Linked DNA regions of Ovis aries: region 1 is linked to region 2. The links are chromatin contacts, called in public Hi-C maps. All regions are on one chromosome and are shown on one strand. Each heading gives the region's core, a stretch centred on a gene start, on an enhancer-like site or on the middle of the called end of the contact. The rest is flanking DNA. Distances are from core to core; before and after follow the strand shown. Region 1 overlaps WWTR1 (WW domain containing transcription regulator 1). Region 2 holds the start of WWTR1 (WW domain containing transcription regulator 1).

What was found. Hi-C and Micro-C count contacts between places; a contact is called where the count stands out from the background.
Region 1: a Hi-C map of tail adipose tissue shows a contact between it and region 2, with 2.4 times the contacts expected there. The contact joins the enhancer-like site here to the promoter of WWTR1 in region 2. A contact is called at or near these places in 3 of 16 Hi-C or Micro-C datasets (muscle, retroperitoneal adipose tissue and tail adipose tissue).

Annotation. Positions count from the first base shown.
Region 1 is chr1:239,338,994-239,344,066 of ARS-UI_Ramb_v3.0, reverse strand. The region is part of intron 4 of WWTR1 (WW domain containing transcription regulator 1); the gene reads right to left. Among named protein-coding and RNA genes, the nearest start is that of TM4SF4, 72 kb to the left of the region's middle. Within about 2 kb of position 2,291, at least 13 of the 54 cell types and tissues checked have an H3K27ac peak or open chromatin away from gene starts, as enhancers often do. A contact at or near this core is called in tail adipose tissue, where this site is marked.
Region 2 is chr1:239,212,258-239,217,747 of ARS-UI_Ramb_v3.0, reverse strand. WWTR1 (WW domain containing transcription regulator 1) reads right to left here and starts at 1,852. Exons shown (of 7, transcript XM_027959404.3): 1 at 1,598-1,852; 2 at 758-1,194. The coding sequence starts at 1,188.

The sequences.
Region 1 (5,073 bases), core at 1,042-3,541, 130 kb before region 2:
AAATTCAACGTGGGAAGAGGTCAGGGGTATTACGTCTATGAAGAAGCAAGTGAAAGTGAAGTTGCTCAGTCATGTCCGACTCTTTGTAACCCCACAGACTGTATAGCCCACCAGGCTCCTCTCTGTCCATGGGATTTCCCAGGCAAGAATACTGGAGTGGGTTCCTCCTCCAGGGGACCTTCCTGAGCCAGGGATCAAACCTGCATGTCCTGCACTGCAGGCAGATTCTTCACCATCTGAGCCACCAAGAAAGTCCCATGAAGAAGCAAGGGGACTGTTTAAAAGAGATGCTGAGTGGCAACTGTGGCTCTCAAACTATTAATGGACTGTCACATGGAAGAAGGAAGATTCCCTCTATCCCAGATTGGAGGCACATCTGATGTAGTCCATTCATTGGTAGGACTGGCTGCTTCTCAATTCTCTGGGCTACTGGCCACTGGAATTTTCAAATACTTGTTGAGGCGTAAATGCTACTGGACATGACCTGGGCTTGGCATAGGAAAAAAAAAAAAGTGTTCTTGGAATCAAAATGATGAAAGCTTAAATTCTAGCTCAGCTACTCCTTAGAGTAGCTACACTTTTTTTTCAGTTTGTTAATCTGGAAAAAAAATGACTTTTAAGATTTATCCTGCTGGCTGGTTATAAAGATTAAAAAGCATATTTATCAAGAACCTGGCACAGGGAGGCAGCTAATAAAATGAGCTACTGATGGTGCTAAATGTTTTAGGATACAAAGATATTAGCTAATACTTGCATATCACTTACAACTTGTAAAGCACTGTCCTAAGTGTATTAACATACTATTTCATTTCATCCTCGACAGCCCAGCTCTCTCCATTTTATAGATGAGGACACTGAGGCGCAGACAGGCTAAGCAACTTTCCCAGGATCTGCCCCCAGAGTCCGTTCTCACAGCCACTACACAGTCAGCGACAGAGAGAGGAAAGCCAAGGACTGAGGTTGGCAGACCTCAAGACCTCAAACTGTCAGCCCTTTCACCTACTAGCTGCGGGACTTGGGCGCATTATCTCATTTCTCTGAGCCTGCTTTCACAGTTAGAACATGGAAATACCAGTCGCTGCCTTCTTCAGGTTGTGTTTGTGTGCTTAGTTGTCCAGTTGTATCTCTGCAACCCCATGGACTATAGCCTGCCAGGATCCTCTGTCCATGGATATTCTCCAGGCAAGAATACTGCAGTGGGTTGTCATGCCCTCCTCCAGGGGATCTTCCCAACCCAGGTCTCCCGCATTGCGGGCAGATTTTTTAAGGTCTGAGCCACCAGAGGAGTCCAAGAATACTGGAGTGGATAGCCTATCCCTTATCTGAAGTATTTTCTGAACCCAGGAATCGAACCTGGGTCTCCTGCATTGCAGGCAGATTCTTTACCAGCTGAGCTACCAGGGAAGCCCCTCCTTCAGGCAGTTTAGAGGATTTAACAAAGGGTCCTGTTTCACTTCCTGAACACACTTTCTCTCTCTGAATTGGAAAAGAGATCTAACTGGCCTCTCGGATCTGTTTCAATGTATATGGGTGGAGCTAGTGTCCCGGGAATTCACAAGCACAGTCAGCAGAGTTACAAGTTAAGATGTTAAAGGCCTGTTTTCAGAAAGATCTGGAAAGCTGCCCCTGGTAACCCCACCCTACCCTCCTCCACAACAGCTTTTTTTTTTTTTCTCTACATCCAAGCTAGGGATGGAGAAGGCAATGGCACCCTACTCCAGTACTCTTGCCTGGAAAATCCCATGGACGGGGGAGCCTGGTAGGCTGCAGTCCATGGGGTCGCTAAGAGTCAGACACGACTGAGCGACTTCACTTTCACTTTTCACTTTCATGCATTGGAGAAGGAAATGGCAACTCACTCCAGGGTTCTTGCCTGGAGAATCCCAAGGCCGGGGGAGCCTGGTGGGCTGCCGTCTATGGGGTCGCACAGAGTCAGATACAACTGAAGAGACTTAGCAGCAGCAGCAGCAAGCTGGGGGTGTAAAGACTGGTACAAAATAAAGGCCTGAGAATCTCCTTCAGAGTTTGTGGTCTTCCATCTAGCTTCCTGAAGCGAATAATTATATATATGTGGGTTTAAAAGTGCCCTCTCCGAGAGGCTGGGGATTGGGATGGTGTTTAAAATAGCTGGAGGGGTTAGTGGGTGAAAGACAAATGCTGATTCATAAGAGGAAGATGTCCCTGGAAGAGAACTTCAATCCTCCTCTCCCTCCAACTCCCCACTGGCCTGCCGCCTGCCCGTGGAATAAATCAACAGAGGAGGTAAGAGGGTAAACAGCAGTTGAAAGCACCCTGTAGCCCTGTCCGTCCTGGGTGAAGGGAGTGTCTCTCCCCAGCCAGCCAGCTCTGGCCCTCGCTGGAATGTACTTCAAAGACAAAGGAAGACAATAACTTCTTCTGAGGGTGATCTGTTTGATTTAAGTGTGTGTGGCCAGGGATACTACAAAAATGGAAGACTGGATTGTTTTAATTATAAGGGGTGGAGTGAGTAGAAACAAAAAAAGAAAAGAAAGACAATATTTTGAAATCCTAACATTAAAAAAATTATTCTGGTGCAGAGAAGTTGCTCTCGCTGCCAAAACCCTGAGGGACTTCAGGGGCAGAATGCCAAATTATTGACCTTCTTTATAGGGGGGAAAAAAAAACCCATGCCCATGTAAATTTCTTTGTAACTCTGTGCCAAGGGATTCTAGAACTTCATTGTCACATTTCCTGGAGCCTCTCTTTGGAAATACCTCATCACACAGGCTCAGCTGCCAGACCCAAGCTGTCACTAGGAAAGACTATTCAAAATTCTGACACTTTGGGAAAGACATTTGTTGAGTCCCTAATTATTAACCACGGCCTTCTTGATGCTCTTTAATTCAAGATGTATATAACAGTTTTGTGTTGTTCCATAATCTCTGTTATCCTTTAGAATCACATTAAGGGAAACATTATAACTTAGATATTCTCCTTTTCACTTAAAAAAATAGCTGAATGGATTTCAAGATGGAGTATTTCTTTACACCTCAGAGATAAGATCAGAAATATGAAGCTGCTTTTCCTTTGTTCAAACTTGGTGAACCTCCATTTTAAAAAATGTGTTTGTACTACTCAGCCTTAAAAAAACAAAATTTTGCCATCTGCAGCAACCCGGGTGGACTCGGAGGGCACTATGCCAAGTGAAATAAATTCAGACAGAGAAAGACAATGTGCAATAGCATTTATATGTGGAATTAAAAATTACAAGAAACTAGCAAATATAACAGATATAGAGAACAAACCAGTGGTTACCAGTGCGGGAGTTGGGGATAATACATGGGTGGGAGAGAGGGAGATACACACTATTGGGTATAAGATAAGCTAAAAGGATGTACTGTACAACATGGACAATATGGCCAATGCCATGTAACGAAATGAAAAGGAAAGTTTAAAAATTATCTAAAAAATTTCAAGAACCTATAATGGAAAATAATCTGAAAAAAGAATATATGCGTGCTCAGTCGCTTCAGTTGTGTCCGACTCTTTGCGACCCCATCAACTGTAGCCTTCCAGACTCCTCTGTCCATGGGATTCCCCAGGCAAGAATACTGAAGTGGGTTGTTATGCCCTCCTCCAGGGGAACTTCCCCACCCAGGGGTCGAAATGCTTTCTCATGCCAATTCAAATTGGTTGACCAATTTAACTAATGATTAAGAAAGCTCAGTATTTTCCATTTTTGGCTTTTTCCATCACTCTCAAATTCTGATAAAGCTTTCCCAGGATTTCAGCCATACAGCATGTATGGCCCTAGGCAAACATTCCCTATATCACAGAGATGATATACATACACACACACATATATGTTACTGAAACACTTTGCTGTACACCTAAAACAAACACAGCACTGTAAATCAACTATATTTCAATAAAGTTTTTAATTGTATAAAAATAAACATTTAAAAATAAATAAAAATTTTAAATGTGTTTGATTTTAGGAATTGGTAATTTTTTTAGAAAACGAATTATTTCCAGGACCTGTAGGCAAATAGAACACTGACAGCAGTTAGAATGGAAACTCTGTGAAGGTAAAGAACAAGCCTATTAGTTCACTGCTGTGCATTCAGGGCCTAGAACATGTTGAACAAAGGAGTGAATTAATGAATGTACACAGCCAGGCTACTCTAGTGGGATCCATGGGTGGACAACATGACCACTGATGTTCCTGGTCAACCCCGAAACCTAGTTCCCTGAAATGCTTTTCTAAAAGGAATCATAGCCCCATGTGCTGAAGGCATGACTCCATGAAGCTGCCACTATTTATGCTATGATATGACACTTTTTAACCTCTCTAAATAGTTGTTCTTCACATGACAAACAACAGACCTCGGAGCCTTCCCTGGACCAGCCTTGCTCACAGCCGGGTGTGTCTCTCCCCAGGGCCCTCAGTCAGGAATGGCTGAAAGAGGCCGGCCAGCTGGCCCGCCAGACCCAATAGTGGCTGTCAAGCCCCACAGAAATCTGTGAGACCTGCCAAAGAATTCCGAGGCCTCCCGCCCAAGCCCTCTCTCCTGGTCCCCGTTGTCCTGGCAATCAGAGGCCAAGCTGAGTCAGCATTTTTGTCTGACAAGCTGCTTTCTCCTGTCCACTGAGCCCCAATTAAGTGAAGGATGGGGGTGAAAGCAGTGCTGAGTCTGCCTGAGAATAATAACGGTTTCTCAACAACACAGAGGGAGCTAAGGCTTCTCTACTTAAGATTCTTCCAGGCCCTGGGGGCTGACAGGAAGTCCTCCAGTCAGAAATCGTCTTTGAGCCAGAAAGACCCCAAGCTTCATATCTGAATGAATAAAACAATGGAATACTCTACTCAGATAAAGCCAAGAGTCTGTTTTCATCTCAAGGAATTGTTCTTTCAGAGGGACAAATAGGGACTGAGAAGCTTGTTTCTCAATTTCTGACCAGTTACTCAAATTTTCCATTTCACTGGGTAAAGCTGTAAACATGCCCTTTATGATACTGAGCAAATATTGTGTTGGTTTTTAAGCTGTAACAGCAGAATAGTCTATAGTCTTGTGGGCATGTGTGGTTCATGGTTTTTTAAAATTTATGTCC
Region 2 (5,490 bases), core at 603-3,102:
GAAAAGTCAGAACAACCTGTCGGGAAATACGACAAAGCAGCTCCCAATCGATGATATTCTAGGTTACCGAGTGCAACACAATAGAACTCCTGACCCAATTTCCACACGATTGATTTGTCCAGCCCACGGCTACTTCACCACGCAGTTCCTAATTACATCACTGGGGGGTGCTGTATGGTTATTACGTCACCGAACGGGGAGCTGTAAGGCCTAAGTCAGTGTTCCCTTTTCCAATGGAGAGACAGCAGACCACCTACAGTAACAAAAGTTCCTCTCTCCTCCCCAAGCCTCAGTTCTGTTCTAGAACTATCTTGATGTCACATCGCAGTGCACCAGGCTAGGAGTTACCTGACTTGGAGTGGGCCGGAAAGGGAGTAGCGTTTGGGTCCAGAAGTCAAAGTACTCCAGTATCAGTACTCCAGACTCAACGCATCTATGTGTTTCACGAGAATTCTGCCCAAGTGCTTTTTTCTTCTACCTCGAAGAATTTTCATGTCCTGAAAATCTCGCAACTTCCCGGATCCTGGATGAACTCTACCAGACCCAGCTTCTGATCCCTTACAATTCCAACACCCTAAAACTAACTCCCACTTCCAGTCTCCCAGATTTCTGGAAAAAAAGCCGTTCAACGACACACATTATCACGCAGGCACACACACGCACGTACGCACGCACCGTCACGAACACGCACAAGAACAAGCGCGCGCGGCCTGGGTATTGTGACTCTGTGTGCCCCCCTTGCTCCAGGCTGACTTACTTGAGGAAGTACCTCTGACCAGTGGCCGTAAAGGTCATCTCCCAGCCCGGGGGCAGCGGTAGCTCGTCGGTCACGTCGTAGGACTGCTGACGGAGATGCGCGTGCTGCTGCGCGGGGCTGACCGCAGCGCCCGCGCCCGTGCCCAGCTGCAGGGACGCGGGCGACGAGTGCGAGCGGACGTGCTGGGCGCCGCCGGCCAGTCGGGGCCCGGGGTGGCCGCCGGACGAGTCGGTGCTCGACTGGCGCGAGTGCGAGCCGGAGTCAGGCTCCTTGAAGAACGATTCGGGCAGGATCTTCTTCCGCCACGAGCTGGGCTTGGGGTTCATCACCGAGTTGAAGAGAGCTTCGAGGTCCGTGTCTAGGTCTTGAGTGACGTGGATCACTTGCTGCCCGGGTGGCGGGAGCGGAGGGGGCGCCGAAGCCGGATTCATCTTCTGCTAGGAGAAAGGAGGTCAGATTAGCTTCTTATTGAAGGTCTGATAATTGAAGAGGAGAACAGAGAGAAGAGACAGATAGGTGTCCGCCTCGGGATCCCAGACACCCAGAACTTGAGACTAGCGGGGTGGGGGAGGGGTCCCTCCTGGCCTCCAGAATTATGCAACTTTCTTGAAGCCAAGAAGTTACCAGGAAAGGGGGAGGGGGTGTCTGCTGGGAGTTAACTGCACTGGAGACGCTAATGAAACTGCTGGTGTCTAAGGACAGGTCGAAATTTTCCAGAGCAGGCAGCGCCCTCAAAGTCTCAACCCGAGCCAACTCCAAGACGTCTCCACTCGGGAAGCCCGAGGAGCCGGGCGCCCCGGCGTGGTGCGGGGTGAACGGGCGCGCGCCAGCGGGCACTACCTGGACGCGCAGCGAATCCGAGTCTGGGCGTGCGGTGGCCGCCGTCCCGCCCGAACTCGCTGTTGGGCCTGGGTCGCTCGGCTGCGTCCCGAGCTTGCAGGGCTGGAGCTGGGGCCCGGCTGGCAAATCCCGACCCTACTCGGTGTCTGGCAGCCGAGAGGCTTCGGCTCTCACATCCCCCGAACTGGCCTCAGGCGCTCGCGCTCCGCGGAGAAGCGGAGAAGCAGACAGCGCGGCCGCCGCGGATCCCGGACTGTCCCATAAACAAAGTTTGGAGCAAACTCCCACTCCCAGGAAAGAGGCGGGCCCGAAAGTTAAGCTGTTGAATTATGCATGACCTCCAAGTCCGGAGCCAGCCTACCCTCTCTCGTCCCTCCCCTTCCTCCTCCTCCTCCTTCCACCCTGGCACCAGAAAACCCTGGGCGTGCTGGGTACTCTGCAGGGTAAGAGGAGATGGGTGCCCCCCGCCCACTCCTCCTGGACTGGCTGACCTCTCTCGCGGAACCCTGGATCTGCATTCCTTTGAGTTTACCACGGACTTGGGGCGGGATCAAAGGGAAAGTGGCCCGAGCCTGTTTAATCAAGGACTTGTGGACCGAAACCAGGCTGGGGGCGGCGGAAGACACGCGAGTGAGGGACCCAAACAGAGGAAGGGCGGGTCCTGGGTGCCGCGCCTTCTCTTCGTGCCGGGTACCGAGGCCGGGAGCCAGGAGCGCGGCATTGATCAGTGATTCTGCCTAAGGGCGGGCCCGGGTACGCTCCGACGCGAGGAGACACCAGCGAGGCCAGCCTTTCCACGGGAGGCTGCATGTGACCATATTTGGTCTGGCGAGGAGGCATCTCGGCTGTTTGGCTTTCAATTGTCTGCTCGTGCGCAGACAGTGCCCAGAAAGTGCCTCTGTCGCTAGGGATGCGACTTCGCCAACTAGTTCACTGTAAACAAACCAACCTTGAAACCATTTATCAGTTCTTCTCTCCTCTCCAGGGTAACTCGGGTCACCAGGGGTTGAGAAGAAACCTGGGCAAATCTTCGGTGCTGGAAAAGGACAGCAAGGGGCCCCCCTCTCTCGCGACATCCTTGCGGGTCGTGGGAGGATTGGAATGTCCCTGACGCCCTCCAGAGAGCCTGGAGCCTGGATAGAACCGGAACAGGTGGCAGGGAGTAGAGAGGGTGCGCCAGTGACCCGGAAAAAACCACCCACCCTCCCACCGACTGGATCTGGGCGTGGGCTGGAGACCCCCTACTTCTAGGTCTGGCCTGGCAAGACAGCTGCGGGAAGTAGGAGGCGGCCTGGCCCTCCGAAGCAGCTCAGTTCCTTCTGTTCCTTGTCCCCTCCCGTCGAGGGGAAGGGGAGAGTGGCTTCGAGATAAATCCGGCTTCAGAAAACCCCTACCCCGCCCCACCCTACTGGATTCAAACATAAGCTTATGAAATAAGTCACATGAGACAATATATGTAAAGCACTTTGCAGACATACCTGCCTACATGCCTTTTTGTTAAATGAAAGTGCAAGTATTGTGCCTCCACATTTTTATAAGAGTAGATCAAAATTAAAATCTGGAGTTGCTGTGAAGGAGAAAAATGTATGGGAAAGACAAGGCCATCCTGTAGTTTTGCCATGGAAAGGGTAGGAGTATTCAGAGCACATTCCCTGAATGGCTGCTCCCTGTCATTGCCCAAAATAGAGCAGAAGCCACCTATGTGAGCCCCCTTCTTCATTATCTATATCTGAGGGTGTGCTCCTCACAGACTGGGAAAAATCAAGGCTGCCTGAGAGATCACTATCCAAGGTAAGCAGAGCATGGCTCCTCCAGGAGACTGTTTTCCATCAGCAAGTCCTCTGCCCATAGGACCAACAGAGGGAAGGGGAAGCTGCTGCAGGTCACTCCATGGGAAGTAGCATCTTTGCAAGCTATTCTCAAAAGCCACCACAGTTGCAACAATAGAATTAGCTTTGGAACTACAGGAAGTGAATGGGACCAAAGTGTTACTAATTGAGAAGCCTCTTGACAATGAAAGGATGGAACTTTGGGGCCAGCCCTATTGCAGGAAGGTCCTCACCCAGGAAGGAAGGTCTTGCTTTGTAAGAAATACCTGGTTGCTAGAAAAGAGGAAATTACTGAGGGAGCCATGAGGTTAATCAGCCAGGGAGAATCAAGGCTGAGGTTGGGTGGGCAAGGATGCTGTCACTCCTTGCCAAACTTCAAGCCCTAGATAATGGAGGACAAAGTAGATGCCTGAAATGGAAAAGGCTCTGATCATGTGAGAGCTCAAAGGGAAAACTCCCAGTTCCCAGTCTATATGATAGTGGATGGCTGAAGAGATTTGCTTCAGTGCTTCAAACAATAGTTTCAGATTAAATAACATTTACAGTCACCTTATATGTATCAGGTAGTGCCCTGTAAGAGACAGCAGACAAGTGTATAATGAATCTCCAGAGGAAAATACCTGAGGCAAAGTAGTTCAACTCTCTACTCCTGAGTTTTCCTCATTCTAAATTAGGGACAATAACAGTACCCACCTCACAAGAGTTTAGATTAAAACAAATTTTAGTCGGCCCTTTTATATCCCTTGGATTCCACATCTGCGGTGGATTTAAAAAAAAAAAAATCCAGAGTTCCAAAGAGCAAAACTTGAATTTACACCACACTGACAACTATTTACATAGCATTTAATTGTATTAGATATTATAAGAAACGTGGAGATGATTTAAAGTATGTCAGAGAATATGTGTAGGTTATATTTAAATACTGTACCATTTTTATATAAAGGACTTGAGCATCCTTGGATTTGGGTTTGAGAGGGCGTTCTTTCTGGAACCAACCCCCTCCACACACATTGATACTGAGGGATAAGTGTGTACGAATTTTATCTGTTCTCCCATGCTTAGCTCTATTCTCTATGTGGGGCAAGTAATTTAACCTCCCTAAATCACAGATTACTCATTTACAAACTGGAGATAATATTGTTGTAGTCTGTGACACCGCTGCCCTTCAGTGGACCACCCTTCCGTTGGTCACACCCTTATGGAGTCCCTCCTACTTAAATCTGGACTGGGCCAGTGACTTAACTTCGCCTGGAAGTGCAGACCTGCAGCTGCGCTAGTTCCCTCTTTGAACCCTTAAGGAGGTGTGAAAGTTTCTGCTTTTGTACTTTGGGGAGATCTGAGCCAATGGGGAAGAAGCGCAACTATTCTGTGGGAGAAACCAGGTGGAGAGGAAAAGACCCTGAGATGGGGGAGAGAGAGAAGTCCAGCCGTCCAGCACCCAGCCACCCACCAGGCGACTGCAAACAAGTCAGTGATCAGCATCAGGACCAACAGAACCACAGAGCCCAGTGCAGCCCAGATTGTGGAAGTAAGAACAAATAAAATGAATATTGTTTTAAGCTACTGAAGTTTGGAATTTTTTTTTAAATGAAGAATGGGCATTCTAAAAATTGAGTAAGAAATGAAGTTCTTAAATTCTGTTACCTGCTGAAGTATTTAATAAATAATGGCTGTGATTTATGGGCTAAGACCCATAAAATAGATAATAGACAAATGTTTTACAGATAAGGAGACTGGCCCAGGGAATTTTAAAGTACAAGAATGTCTCACTTTATTGCACGTCACAGATACTGTGTTGTTTTGTTTTGTTTTTTTACAAACGGAAGGTTTGTGTCAACCTTGTGTCATGCAACACGATCAGCTCCATTTTTGCAACAGCGTTTGCTCAGATCATGTCTCTGTCACAGTTCAGTAATTCTCACAGTATTCCAGACATTTTCCTTATTACTATATAGCGTGTGTGTTAGTTAATTGCTTAGTCATGTCCAACTCTTTGCAACCCCATAGGCTGTAGCCCACCATGCCCCTCCATCCATAGGATTCTCCAGGCAAGATCACTGGAGT